Linked DNA regions of Sus scrofa: regions 1 and 2 are each linked to region 3. The links are chromatin contacts, called in public Hi-C maps. All regions are on one chromosome and are shown on one strand. Each heading gives the region's core, a stretch centred on a gene start, on an enhancer-like site or on the middle of the called end of the contact. The rest is flanking DNA. Distances are from core to core; before and after follow the strand shown. Region 1 overlaps TANC1 (protein TANC1). Region 2 overlaps TANC1 (protein TANC1). Region 3 overlaps LOC110256997 (a long non-coding RNA gene).

Region 1 (4,670 bases), core at 267-2,766, 140 kb before region 3:
CTGTGTTTATTCTTTAATAGATACAAACAGAAGCCGGAACACAGCCTTCACACCCACTGTGTTCTCCATATTTGTTGACAGATTTAACGAGGCTGCAATGAACACAGATGAGCAATTTCCTCCAAATCAAGCAATTAACTAACATTTATAGCAGTTTATAAATTACAAAGAACATTCCTATATATTCTCACTTACAAGACCTGCAAGAAAACTCAGTTAAATCCATGAGAAACTAGGGAGAAAAAGGCTGCAATTTATAATATCCTTTCATGTCCACACCTGAATCGAGATTAAAATCTTTTTAGCTGGTTATCCTGGGCACCTAATCACATGCACTGTGCCCACTCCAAGGGAAGGAGCTTCTCACATCAAACCATCCATCTGACCTCAAAGCAAAGAAAGGAAGATAGCGGAGTTCCCAATGTGGCTCAGTAGTTAATGAGCCTGACTAGTATCCATGAGAATGAGGGTTCAATCCCTGGCCTCGCTCAGTAGGTTAGGGATCTGGCATTGCCATGAGCTGTGGTGTAGGTTGCAGACGCAGCTCGAATCTGGCCTTGCAGTGGCTGTGGTATAGGCTGGCAGATGCAGCTCTGATTCAACCCCTAGCCTGGGAACTTCCATATGCCGTGAGTATGGCCCTAAAAAGTGGAAAAAAAAAAAAAAAAAAAAGATTCCTCCTTTCTTTTGACAAAATGAATAAAGCCAGAGTAGCAATACCTACAAGTGAAACACTGGAAAGTAAGGTGTACATGATCATTAATTTTGTTTTGGAGTTCCCGTCATGGCACAGCAGAGATGAATCCGACTAGGAACCATGAGGTTGCGGGTTCGATCCCTGACCTTGCTTAGTGGGTTAAGGATTCAGCATTGCCGTGAGCTGTGGTATAGGTCACAGACGTGGCTCGGATCTGGAATTGCTGTGCCTCTGGCATAGTCCAGCAGATGTGGCTACAATAAGACCCCTAGCCTGGGAATCTCCATATGCCAAGGGTGTGGGCCTAAAAAGACAAAAGACAATAAAAAAAAAAATTTTCAGAGTAGAGAGATAGCAGAAATATTCTCAATTTTAGGGGCTCAAAAGTTTCTCAACCTAGTACACTGTAAGACTCAATTACACAAGAGCCCTGTCTTCTGCACCAATGCCTTTTAGAACTTTCCTTAGCACTGGCAACCTCTAGTGTTTATCAAACGAAAGGAAATGGGTGGTGGTGATGAGGGGTGAGGGTATCTGAAACTGCCTATAGGATAAATAATACACAAGAGAGCAAGGAAAAGAAAACAAAGCAGAATAGAGAACACAAAAGGAAACAAAGAGGAGGCTCGAGGGGGCACTGGCTCTTGCTAGAAATTCACGGACAACTGCATTATAGAAGCTTCCTGAAAGCAAGAGCCATATCTTGACATTCTTTTAAAGATCCCAGGAGGCTGGGGAAAAAACAACCCTTGATGAATACTTGAAATTCCAGGAGCTCTTGCTCACATTTTTTTTTCCACTGCAGTAAAAAGAGCCTAGGAATCAAGAGACCGGTCCTCGCTTTGTCACTGGGAACAAATCACTGAACTTCCCTAGGATTCAGAGCTTCATCTAGGAAACTGGAAGAGAGGAGAAGGCATTATTGACCAAGAAACCAGAAAGCAGCTGTGATAAATAAAGAGGCAGCCCATGGTTTTGCTTAACATGCGGAGCTAGGAAACAGGACATCACTGGGCTGTGATTTATCCCCTAAGAACCCAACTGTTTGGTCTTCTGTATTCAAAGCCATTATACAAATTGTACTTGTAATTCTGTTTTTTTCTTTATATTTAGGTTTGCCTTAAACAAAAAAGATGTCAGATTTGAGTATGAGTTATTAAAAGCATAGTAAATTTACAGTCACAAGTAATGTGAATTTTAAGAGAGTTCTGGGCATGAAGTTTAAACTCAAACATTTAAACTCTGATGCCTAAAATTAAGTGGAAATTCCCTATTAGATTGAAATCACTTTCAACCCATATTTTAAATATATTTTTTAGAAGATACTCTGTTGCTTTGAGAAAAGTATCTTAAAAAAACTGACTCTCCTAAGCCAGTATTTAAACTCGCTTAAAAAAAAAGCTACTACACACAAGTTTGCAAAGAGAGGTTTTCATGTTGATAACTGCTTGGAAGAAAAAAAATTCACTTTTGGAAGAAAATGTGAAGAAGCTACTTGCTTCTGGCTACAAGAGCCATTATTCTGTATTGTGAAGGGATTTGTTCAATTCAACTTTTAACACTATCTCCTCCATAAAGCCTTCCCAGGCCAAAGGCATCTTTAATTTCACATCCCACTTTGTAATGATTATATGGTTATCAATTCAAACCACAGTGAAAAATGCTGAACTCTACAAATTCCCCAAGGCACCTAGCTATGTACCTTATATGCAACAAACACTAAATAAATCTCTTTAAATGAATGAATAGCAGGGTTGTTAAGGAGGGGAAATCACAATCAGTGGCAATTCTCTCCCTCAAAGGATTTGGACTAATAATTTAAGAATTCTTCTGGTACTGAGTACTAATTTCCAAATTTATGGTCAAAAGTATCAGGAGAAACAACAAATCTCCGTAACAAATTTGGGATGGAAATGCTATAAAATTGGGTTGTGATGATCATTGTACAACTATAAATATAATAAAATTCATTTTAAAAAATCTCCATAACAGGATCTGTTCCGTTATCAGGCCTTCAGAAGCAATGACTGCAGGCAGGTTTTACCTTGGTATTTCAAATATGCATACAGAAGGGCTACAGTAGCAGAAAAGCCAAATCCTCAAACCAGGAAGGGCAGTGCTCCTGGCAATAATCATTATGCCTCCCAGGCCAATGGCTCTCATGCAAGATTGAGCACCAGTCTTGGAGAAAGTCCCTGCTCATCCAGAAGCTGAGTGCACCCAGACAACCCCCAACCAAGCACCCACCTCCCAACCTAATGGCAAGACACCACCAGAAGACAAAATAACTGTGACATTAAATATCTAGATGGGGTGGTAGTGATGGTAAGCATCTATTAGAAGAGAAAGCAAAAAGCCCCCTTCAAAGCTGACCTCCAAAGCTCTTCCTCTTAGAAGCCTTTCTAGTCTTATTTTAATTGCTTATCCACCTGCTTCCTCCTAGGCTATGAGCTTCTGGGTAGACCCTGCCTTTCTTCACTAGCATAGTACATTTCCTCACTTCAATATCAACAGATACTCTGGGAAAGAACGATTTTAATCCATCTAAAATTCTCAAAGGGAATAGCTGTACCTCAAAACAGACTGCCAACCTAACAAATTTAAATACATGTAATGGCCTCATTTAAAATGCAGGGCTAGAGATTGAAAGCACTTGTCCTCACTCTCCCAGGCCAGCAAGTAGCAGAGAGACAGGGTTATAACCTGATTTTCCAATTAAGGAATGAGCATTGGGCTAGTGATTGCAAGTTTTTCACTCTACACACATTCATAAGTATCTACTCTGTGTCAAGCAAAGAGGGACACAAAGCATATTACAAAAGAGCAGGAAGACAACAATGTCAACAACATGAGCAAGAAGCTACAAGTCCATGCCTCTGCTTTCTCTATAAAGTAAAACTAAGGCATGAGAGGAGCAGAGAAGGTTCAGAATAGGCCTTGTAGAAAAGAGAAAGGCCAGCACAAGATTAAAGTGACAGCTGAACAGTTCAGATTGCTCCAGGCTGCAGGCCAAGACAGGGCACCAAATGATGATGGTGCAATTCCATCCTCAGCCTCTCAGCCCCAAGAAAGAACCATCCAGAGGACAAGAGGCTTGACTAGTGGTTGGGTGTTTGCAGCACAAGGACCAACAAGACTGATAAGGGTGTTGTACTAGAGTCGCATGGCAGCATGCCACGGGCTCGAGGCCAGACAAGAAGTGAGTGGAGCTCCAAGAGGTAGGACACCTAAGGAGAATGGGGATGGTGTTTCAAATAGATCTAAGAGCAAATACACCTGGACTAAGTGAATGAGGAAGGTGAAAAAGAGGCTGTCAAATCTTCTTAAATAAATTTTAAATTTTTGGAAGTGAAACAATTCTAGACAATGTTAAAGCCCTCACGATGGCCAATAGCATGGTTTGCTAAAGTGGAATGTTCTCAAGTGAAAGCTGGAAGCCAAGAAGTCAAAGAACTTGATCTGGGGATGGGCCATTCAGATGTTCCCAGTAGTAATGGAGGCAGGATTTGGGATATCAACACCAACTTAACAGCAGTATTTCTTAAGTGATCACTATGTGTCAGGTAAGCAGAAGAGAGTTACATTCATATGTAGTCTCATTTTTATCCTTAAAAAAAAAAAAGCATTTATGATCCAACTACAGTGGCTTGGGTCACTACAAAGCTTGGGTTCAATCCCTGGCCTGGCATAGAGGGTTAAAGGATCTGATGCTGCCATGGCTGTGGCACAGACCACAGCTGTGGCTCAGATTCAGTCTCTGGCCTCAGAACTTCCATATGCCAACGACGTTGTCATAAAAATAAAAAATAAATCATCTATGGGACAGTTTACTGATTCTTTTTTTTATAAATAAGAAAGCAAAGGCTTAGATTAACAACAGTCCCAAGAAAGGTGAAGCTGGGGCTTGAACCCACGTGTTACTTCAAAGCTCAGGCTCTGAACCATTGCCTCCAAAGTCATCAACGATCTGGAA
Region 2 (4,824 bases), core at 1,405-3,904, 160 kb before region 3:
TTTTTAATCTACATGGCTCAGATGTGCCCACCTCCACCCAGCCCTAACTGTCCACTGTCAGCTTTCTCCCAGCTCTTACTGATGGGGGATGGCCTTCCTTATTGATTGTTCTCGCAGTGAAGTTCTGGACTGGCTTCCTATGACAGACACCACGTGGTCCAAGATCCAGTCCCTTACCCTATACGTTGACACTTGAACAACATGGGTTGGAACAGTGTGGGTCCACTCTACAGAGATTTTTTTTTTCTCAATAGTAAAAACTACAGTACTATACAATTTGCGGTTGGTTGAATCCACCGATGTGGCACTGCAGATACAGAGGAGCCACATACATGGAGGATGGACTTACACAGGGATGTTCAACAGCAAGGAGGATCACAACACCCCCCACCCACCCCCGCCACATTGCTTAAGCTTCTGTCTACACTTTTCTGTTCTTAACTTCTAACCTCCAACCAATTCATCCTCCTCTCAGCAGTGCACTAAAAAGACAGCAAGCTGACCACAGCCCCTTATTTATAAGGACACAGAGAACTCCACTTTTCATACAGAACTTTCTTTCCCGGTGGGGGTGTGATTGAGGAATGATGAGAGTAAGACGACCCATGCTGCACATCTCAGCTGTGCATGGTGCCCTGGAACTGTGCCTGAGGCACCCCTGAGGGCTGCAACCATTTGCTGGTTATCCAACTCCAAAGCCCTTCGCCACCTCAGTTACACACCTGGCCTCACCCTAACTGCTGGAGCCACTTACTCTTGAGCTTCACATTAAATAAGTACCCAGGTGACATGGCAGGATTTATGATGAGTTTTCTGTTTTAACTCCATGTGTACACTGATCAAATGTATCTGCCCTAACAACGAGGAACTAGTTGTTAAGACTTTACTTGGGGGTTTGGGATGAAAATGCTATAAAATTGAGTTGTGATGATCATTGTACAACTATAAATGTAAAAAAATTCTTTGAGTTAAAAAAAAAAAAAGACCCTATTGGTGTACCAGACCCCCTGCTAAGCACTTTCCATCCATTAGCTAATTTATTTGTCCTATTCCAATGGAAGTAAGTGATGCTGCCATTGCCACCTTATTACAGATGAGGAAACAAAGCTTTAGGGAGACCATGTAAGTTGCCATAAGTGGCAGATCCAGATGTGAATCCAGGTGGTCTGAGCCCACCGTCAGAATTCTCAACCATGGCATCACCCAGGCCTGCTACCACACCATGTGGATCCCCTGACCAAGGTGCATACCCAGCCCAGAGTGCTGTTCGGTGCTTAGAAAATCCTGACTCTCCTCCACAGATAACTTAGCAAGCCATGTTTCTCTGGATGATAATCATCAGGAATGTTTTGGCACATTGGACATGCTGACATTTTGGGGGCGGAAAAATAAGTGGAGGGAAAGAGACTTTTAGAACAATACCATAACCAGTACACGCCCCCCCCCCACGAACTCCTCAGATCCAAACACTCGCCCTCCCGTCAACAAAGCCCTCTGCCAACAGACCTCATTACAAGAGAAGGGAGAGGGCAAGAGAGCAGGACCATTCATCTTCCTTCAGCTCCTTACAAGGAAAATGGGATCTATAAATATTTGGGGGGGAAATGCCTCAAAGTTTCCAGGCAGCATTTAAAGTTTCTTCCCCACAAGCAGATTAAGAATGCAATACAACCAATTCAGTACACATTCTAGAAAGGAGCAGACTAAATCAATTGCGTTCATGTGGCTATTTATCAAGATCCTTTTCAGCCTTGTACTGGGAGGCAGGGAGAAAGGGGAAAGAATGAGATGACTTTTCATTCTCATTTAATTTTTATTCTCTGCCTCAGTCATTTTATTTGCTATATTCCTGTTCCATCATTACCACCATTGGGAAAAAAAAAAAAAGAGGGGAAAAAAAAAATACTGCTCAGTTTTCCAAGCAGCAGCCTCAATGACATGTCTGGTAAAATATCTTAGCAACAATGTCAATATTGTCTCACCACAGCTAACCATATTAACATTCCACTCTAATCATGATTTTTCAAACATGAAATGGAATGTGTATTACTCACTTCATTCATTCACTGACTATCACTCTGGGAAAATAGCCCTCCAACAATTTCTTTAAAGCTGCATATAAACATCAAAATTATATTCAATAGATACTACTTTTTGTGTAACTAACTTACAAGTGTGAGAAGAAGCAAGTGTTGATGAGGAATCAGCATAAACACAAGAACCAAATAAACTACACCAACAAGTCACTTTGATCAAATCCTGTCGCTTGTTATTTCTGTAATGGAATCCTTTCACTCATCTGCTTCTATATTTTAAATTCATCTTTTTTTATGGCCACATCCAGGGCATGTGGAAATTCCTGGGCCAGGTCAAATTCATCTTTATAGGGATGCCAAGAGCAGAGTCAACTAGATAAAGCAGGAGCTCCTTCTCCTAAGAGTGTTCAAAGTCACATGCTCACACCTGTGCCATGGCTGGCTGGGGCTGGACCTGCACAGACACAGGAAGAAATGGCATGTCAGTGGCTCCCAAAGCCAGTTGACCATTCAAAACTATTCAAAAAACATTATAAGAAGCTTGGGCCCCACTGCTGGCAAGTGATTCCATAGGTCTGCTGGAAGACTGAGTCACAAATGCCTTCGATGAACTGGCCAGGTTTAGAAATCGCTGCTCTTATAAAGCCAAAGTGAGTACTGAATTTCACACATACTGCCCCTATGAGTGCACATAGCTTCTCATCGCCGGATGCTGGTGGCAGATCCCTACACTCGGGCTGCATGTTCTTCCCCCTCCTCCCTCCCAGCAAACACATGCCCTCCCAGATGGTTTGTAGCAACTATCCCACAGCACTCTGCTAGGGCCAGGCTACCACATGGCTCTCTCCTCCTGCCCCAGATGGAATGGCCAAGGCCATGTCTGCTGCACAGACAAGTGAACGAAGGAGACAAATATATCTCAGACGCCAGCACTTACTAAAGCCTAAAGAAGCAGTCAAGAGGGGAGAAACAAGGAAGCTAGAAGGGTATAGAAATCACCATTTGTTATAATAAGCGCAAGCATCCATAAAATGCTTACCACAGTCTAAGCACTGTCCTAAGCACTTTAACTCACTGAATCCTCAGGACAGACAACCGACAATCCTCAGAGCTGCTGTTATCATCTGCATTTTACAGATGCAGAAATGCAAACACTCAGGTAAAGCAACTTGACCTGAGACTTGAACCTAAAGCGAACTGGCTGCTATACTTCCCTGAGCTTAAGGTTTTGGAGATAAGAGACAAACTGGATTCAAATCCTGGCTCTGCCACTTAAGCTAGTCTTTAACCTCTACTAGTGAGCTACTGTTTATAAGCATTTACACAGTAAACATTCAGAGAGCAACTTTTACTAGTACTGCCATATTTTATCCCGGGGGATTCACTTCCTGGTTTCTTTCTGAGGAAGAAAAATCTCACACCTCCCTTACAGCATTTGCGTATCAAAAAAAACTCCTGATATAAATTTAAATGTCTGTATATTTTATTTCTTTGCTTAATGGACACTTTCCCAAACCAGATACTATGTAAATGTAAAATGCAATAAAGCAAATTCACCACATCATCAACATTATCATACCTGAAGTTTTAAAAACAAATCTTCATTTCATTTGACCCTCAAAATTACTCTGTAACACAGAGATTATTACCTTCATTTTATAGGCGGGAAGACTGAGGTTCAAAAAAATGAAACAACTTGTTCAAAGAGAACAAACAGGTACATTCAAACTGGAACTCTTACCTAAGTTTCCTGAAGCCAAACCAACAGAGTGCTTATTCACCTTTAAGATGCTGCTTCCATAAATCAAAAGGGATCTGAGATACTGTCTAGAGAGCCCAATAACCATGGTAACAATTTAATGGATAGAAGGGGAAAACTCCAGAATCTCTAATCTTCAGAATCTCAGAGCTAAAGATGCAGCTCTAAGAGGTTTAATCAGATTAGCAGCATCAAAACTCTCAAGCAAAGCAGGGAAAGAAAGCCGACCCCCCCAACATAATGATTTGTAACCTTTCAGTCAGTTTTCAACACTGAACTTACAGATTTAAAGCAAAATCCTTCCCTTAATCCTGTCAAACATGAATTCTGAGTTAGATGAATCTTTTTAGGTTTTACAATTCAAAATTAAATACGACATGTTTGACTTGCTTAGAACGCCAGATAGTAAATGATCAATGGTCAACCACTTATCAAAATACTAAAACACCTATGGAATCCAACAGAAAAATAGGTAAATGAATAGGCAGAACAGAGAAAGAAATTTAAAATTTTTACTTTTTTCAAATACTTATATAACACATACTATCTGCCAGCATGGATTTAAGTACTTTATAAATATTAACTCGTGTAATCCTTATAAGTTACCCACGAGGCACAGAAAAGTTCAATAATTTTCTCAAGTTCACAGAGCTAGCAAGCTGTGGAGCCAGGATACAAATCCAGGCAGTGTGGCTTCAAATGGTCAATAAACATATGAAAATGTGTTTGAATTCCTTCTCAAGACCTGCATAATTAAAACAATGAGATACTACATTTGCCTATCATATTGGCAAAGACAAAATAGTTTGATTATAACCTATGCTGTTCAGGTTATAATCAAGCATTCTCATATACTGAAGGTGAAACTGTAAATTTAATGCCACCTTTTTGAAGGGTAATTTGACAAAATTTAGGAAAATCATAAATGACTAAACTTATCAACCAACAATTTTTCTTACAACTATTTTTATGAAAGGACAGGGAGTTACACGTAGGGAGATTTACTCTAGTATTGATTATAATGATGAC
Region 3 (4,618 bases), core at 1,439-3,938:
TGCACCCGTCTTCTGATCGTGACTTAGCCCCGTTTGCTGTTTTCTATTTATTTATAGCAGATATCTCATGCTTCTATCTGTGCCTTTCACTTCTGATCTCTGACTAAAGAAAATTTCTTTTTTTCTGATCTGTGTTTCAGTCTCACCAGCGATTTATGGAGTTGGCTCTTGGTAAGTTTTTCTTTTGATCATTGTTCACCCTCAGTTAATTTGCTCAAGTAAAAAGCAAACTCTCAGGAGGAGATTAGCGAGAAGAAGGACCGAATTTAGCTTTATCAAATGAAGTGTTTCTGAATTTGATCACTCACTTCTCCCTCCAGGGGAAATTTAGGAAGTAATAGTAACCTCTTTGATATTTAACAACTCATTGATGGTCTCCGTTATTTATGTCTTAAAGGGCCACACTGACTTTAAACACTGATGACTCATTTAAACTCTAGTCATAGGCTGAAAACAGAAGTTGAATGAAAAGCACAACCTCCTCCAGACTGCCTTCTGGTGAGTCCTAAATTTGACCTGCATCTTACCTTTAGTGTGAAAGAGTCCTTCTAATTTTGGCTTTCTTTTGTGCACACAGGTATTGCGGTAACGGGGGAGCTGGTTGTTGATTAGAGACAGGCAATTGTGAAAGTGACATCAGAGAGATTGGCTCAGGCATGTGCCACTAGGTCACCTCTCCTGCACAGTTATTTTCAGAACAAAATACCGCAAATAGAGACCATAATATTTTTCTTTCCACATTGTTTATTCTGAGAGACATGGGAACCATCACGGAGAAGATTCATAGGCTTAAACTGTAAACCCTGCAAGGCTGCTTTGTTTGAGTTAATGAAGATGTGATTTGGGGTCTCCTCTTCCCCATCTCACCTCTGCTGTGAGAAAACGGCAGTTCTCTGAAATTTATGGGAATTCTGACCTAAAGGGCCAGGAAGTGCAGAAGACTGGAGAAGGTGGGTAGAAAGGAGACCGGCCCCCAGTGGTGCACTTTTCCCAGGAGAGAAATAATGTTACCTGCAGCTCTTGGCACTGTTTCCATGGCACTGTTTTTAAATGCACAGAGATTTGCTTCTCCTCTTAAAATAGCCTCAGGCGTGTGAAAGACACTAGATGTCATTTAATTGACCTCTTCCATGTTTGAAGGCTGATAACCTATTTTATCTGGGGGAAAAAACATCTTGCAGTACTCAGAAAATCATTAGTCCTAAAACTAGGCGCAATCTGCACATGCATAGCCCAAACAAAGTTTTAAGGGGAAATGATCAGTTTTGCATTGAAATTTACTGTGAAAAATTTTATTTCAAAATGTCAATGTTTGCCAGTTCTATTAAGTTAACAGGGACAAGGCTAAAGGCTGAAAGAAGCCTTAGAGGAAGTCATGAAAGCTCCAGATTAAAAAATATTTTTTAAATGGTCTCATTGAGAAAATTTTCAAATGAGAGTCACACTCGAATGAATGAATGCTGTATCAAATTATCCGGAGACAAAGAAGAGAAGCCATTCTACCAGAACAAATGCAGTCTGCTTTGTCTAGGGGACAAATCATTCTTGCAGCCCGTTTGGAAATGTCACTTTTAAGTCAATGAGAGTTGTGTTCAAATAAGAGGGGGATGCAAGACCCTATTATATTCATTAGGATGTGATGTTTTGCCTCTGAATGGTTTCTACAGTGCATGAAAATTCCTTTTTTGGTGGGGGAGGCATCTATCTTTTTAATGTCTTAAACTGTTTTCAGGTTTTACAAAGTGCTTCAGTTTTTACATTGAAAGGCCAGACATGATCACACTGGAACACCAGTTGTCCAGCTACAGAAGTTCTGACTTTCCGGGCAAGTCTTTTGAACTTTTAACTTGGTGAAAATAGAGTCGTTGGCTTGCATGCAGAAGTTGTCTTCTGGAAGTGATCCAGGGCTTAGAGTAGTCAATCCTGCCATTTTCTCCATCTTTCCAAGATGTCACCACTGGAGTTCTGTCCACAACAGGGTTGATTTGAGCTGCGATGGTGTCCAGTGAAACAGGAAGTTCAGAGCTGAGATTGAGCAAAACTGACAGGGAAGTCAATTCACTGTCCCAAATTGATCAGATTGGCTGGCAACTTGGGGATTGCAGCCCAGCCAAAGCAGTTTGCCTTCTTGGTTCATTCTGACAAACTATAAATCCTCCAAAACTGCTGGTAAGCTCGTGAAACCAATTCGTTTTTGTTGCCAATATTAACAACTTTTTTTTGGATTACTAAAGGAGACGACATACTAATCAACAGTCCAACACCATCAAACTCTTCTGGCAGATATAATAAAACCCTTTTTACAATGACTGATGATGTTTTTGGATCCTTCTGAAGTTTGATTTTTTTTTTTAAAAAGGCAAGTTTCTCCACAGAGTCAGAAGGATATAAACTGGGCTGCCAGAGCTGAGCCATCTTTGCTCCACAACAAGCAGGGCTCCCGGCAGACATGTGCTTGGGGAGAAAGCAGACGCTCCCTTTGATCTGTTAAAGTCTCTCCAGAAATACACGAGGGCTGATACCTTGTGTGCAGTCTCAGAGCAGAAACTCAAAGTTTTTGGATGATCCAAAGAAAGCAGCTCCTTCCAAAAAGAAAGCAAGTTTTAAAGAGGCATGCATTGGGCACATTGTTGACAAAGTTCAAATTCTCCACCTCATTGCACAACCTTCCATTTAGTTTTCTGGTAGAGGCGAAAGTTTAAAACAGTGGTGAGTCGTCTGTGGTCAGGAGCCTGCCTCGCTTCAACAAGCATCAGGAAATGTACTCCATGTTGCTATTTCTCAAATATGTACAAACATCAGTGCTAAATTTTTCATCACATGTCTAATAATAATATCATTAGAATTATAAAAAGAATATTAAAAATCATACTAACAATCAGCATATATTACATTTTACTCTGTGCCAGGCACGGTATCAAGTGTCGATGTGCCTATCTTGGAGTTGGTATTATTATTAGCCCCATTTTATAGATGAGGACACCGAGGTTGAGAAAAATAATTTGCCCAAAGTTACGGAGTTATTTATTTAGCTTGGTAGATCTAGTATTTGAATCCAGGCAGTGTAAATCCAGAGCCTGAGAGCTTAACCTCTGATAAAAGCTAACATTATGGAGCATGCCCACCGTGTGCTAGGCAGCACTGTTCTGTGCTATTATTATCACTTTGCAGATAAGGAAATAAAGTGGTAAAAAACTTGCCCAAGGTGACACTGCTATCAAGGGTGGAGGTCAGATTTAAACCCTGTCACTCTGATCCTAGACTTTGAGCACTTAATGTCTAAGTTTGTTCTACTGGTTAGAATATACATATTTCTTATAGGAGTTAATACAAGTATTTTCATTTTGAACTCTGAAAAGATGGGATCCGAATTGCCTGGCCTTAATCGGTTATTCTAAGGAAATGGCTGCCCTTCATTGCTTAGGTAGTCTCAGGATTATTTTGCAGCCAGCTGGATGGTTGGATTTTTTTGCTGGTTTATACTACCCTCTAGTGGTTCATAGAAAATTCTGATGATACGGCAATTTGATGACAAAGAAATAGAATGAGGTCTGTTAAGAGGATTCCTTTGAAACATAAATGTAAGTCATGAACATGAATTGATAGTATTTGTACTTTCAGTATTTTCTGACTAAGAAAAATACGTAAAGACAAAAAGCTACTATGAATTAAGTACCTCTTTATGTGGATATATTTTTATTAATGTCAAGAGTATAGATATACATGCAGATAAGATATGCATGCATACGTGTGTGTATATGTGTGTGTTTGTGTGTATGCATCATCCTGTTTCCAATGTATAGTTATATGTACCTATATGTTCACATAGATACATATATACATAAATGTGTGTGATTTATTAATAATTTACAAGTCTTAGCTATAGACAATGTTTGGAGTACACTGATGTCTTTGAAAGCCTCACGACAGCTCTTGAGCTATCATTTCAACCCAATCACAAGCAAGGGGTTCTGAATTAACACAAAATCTTAGATTAACCAGAATATTCTCCAGCCAGGTATAGGGTCTCCTTCCCTGGTGGTCTGTTTAAGAGGAAATCCTGCTACATGAGTACATCACAGCCTTACTCAAGCCTCTCTTATCCCCCAGTCTCCAACTCTGGGTGACCTTAGGAGGTGGAAGGGCAGTGGGAACAATCTTTCCTTGGTACACATAAAAGATACACCATTTAAAGAGAATTTTAAAACAATACAACCAACTTCAAAATGGCCTGCTTTTTATTATCACCATTAGCTGGCTATTTTATTTTATTTTATTTTATTTTATTTTATTTTGCTTTTTAGGGCTGCACCTGTGGCCTATGGAGGTTCCCAGACTAGGGGTCTAATTGGAGCTACAGCTGCCAGGCTATATACCACAGCCACAACAATGCCAGATCCGAGCTGTGTCTGCGACATAAACCACAGCTCACGGCAATGCCGGATCCTTAACCCACTGAGCGAGGCCATGGTGGAACCCACAACCTCATGGTTCCTAGTAGGATTTGTTTCTGCTGTGCCATGACGGGAACTCCCCAGCTGGCAATTTTAAACACTGAGAATGATAACATAATTCTAAAATTTTTTTTTGGTCTAAATTCTAAACAACTACTTTGATT

What was found. A called contact is a pair of places that touch in the nucleus more often than the background predicts.
Region 1: a contact with region 3 is called in a Hi-C map of embryonic fibroblasts, with 2.8 times the contacts expected there. The contact joins two enhancer-like sites. A contact is called at or near these places in 3 of 47 Hi-C or Micro-C datasets (embryonic fibroblasts, fetal heart ventricle and liver) and 1 of 2 datasets of contacts at active chromatin or transcription factors (skeletal muscle).
Region 2: a Hi-C map of embryonic fibroblasts shows a contact between it and region 3, with 2.6 times the contacts expected there. The contact joins two enhancer-like sites. A contact is called at or near these places in 2 of 47 Hi-C or Micro-C datasets (embryonic fibroblasts and liver).

What each region holds. Positions count from the first base shown.
Region 1 is chr15:65,992,292-65,996,961 of Sscrofa11.1, reverse strand. All of the region lies in intron 1 of TANC1 (protein TANC1), which reads right to left. Among named protein-coding and RNA genes, the nearest start is that of TANC1, 74 kb to the right of the region's middle. Within about 2 kb of position 1,516, at least 5 of the 83 cell types and tissues checked have an H3K27ac peak or open chromatin away from gene starts, as enhancers often do. A contact at or near this core is called in embryonic fibroblasts, where this site is marked.
Region 2 is chr15:66,011,766-66,016,589 of Sscrofa11.1, reverse strand. All of the region lies in intron 2 of TANC1 (protein TANC1), which reads right to left. Among named protein-coding and RNA genes, the nearest start is that of TANC1, 94 kb to the right of the region's middle. Within about 2 kb of position 2,654, at least 8 of the 83 cell types and tissues checked have an H3K27ac peak or open chromatin away from gene starts, as enhancers often do. A contact at or near this core is called in embryonic fibroblasts, where this site is marked.
Region 3 is chr15:65,855,216-65,859,833 of Sscrofa11.1, reverse strand. LOC110256997 (a long non-coding RNA gene) reads right to left here. Exons shown (of 3, transcript XR_002339107.1): 3 at 727-2,582. Among named protein-coding and RNA genes, the nearest start is that of DAPL1, 61 kb to the right of the region's middle. Within about 2 kb of position 2,688, at least 12 of the 83 cell types and tissues checked have an H3K27ac peak or open chromatin away from gene starts, as enhancers often do. A contact at or near this core is called in embryonic fibroblasts, where this site is marked.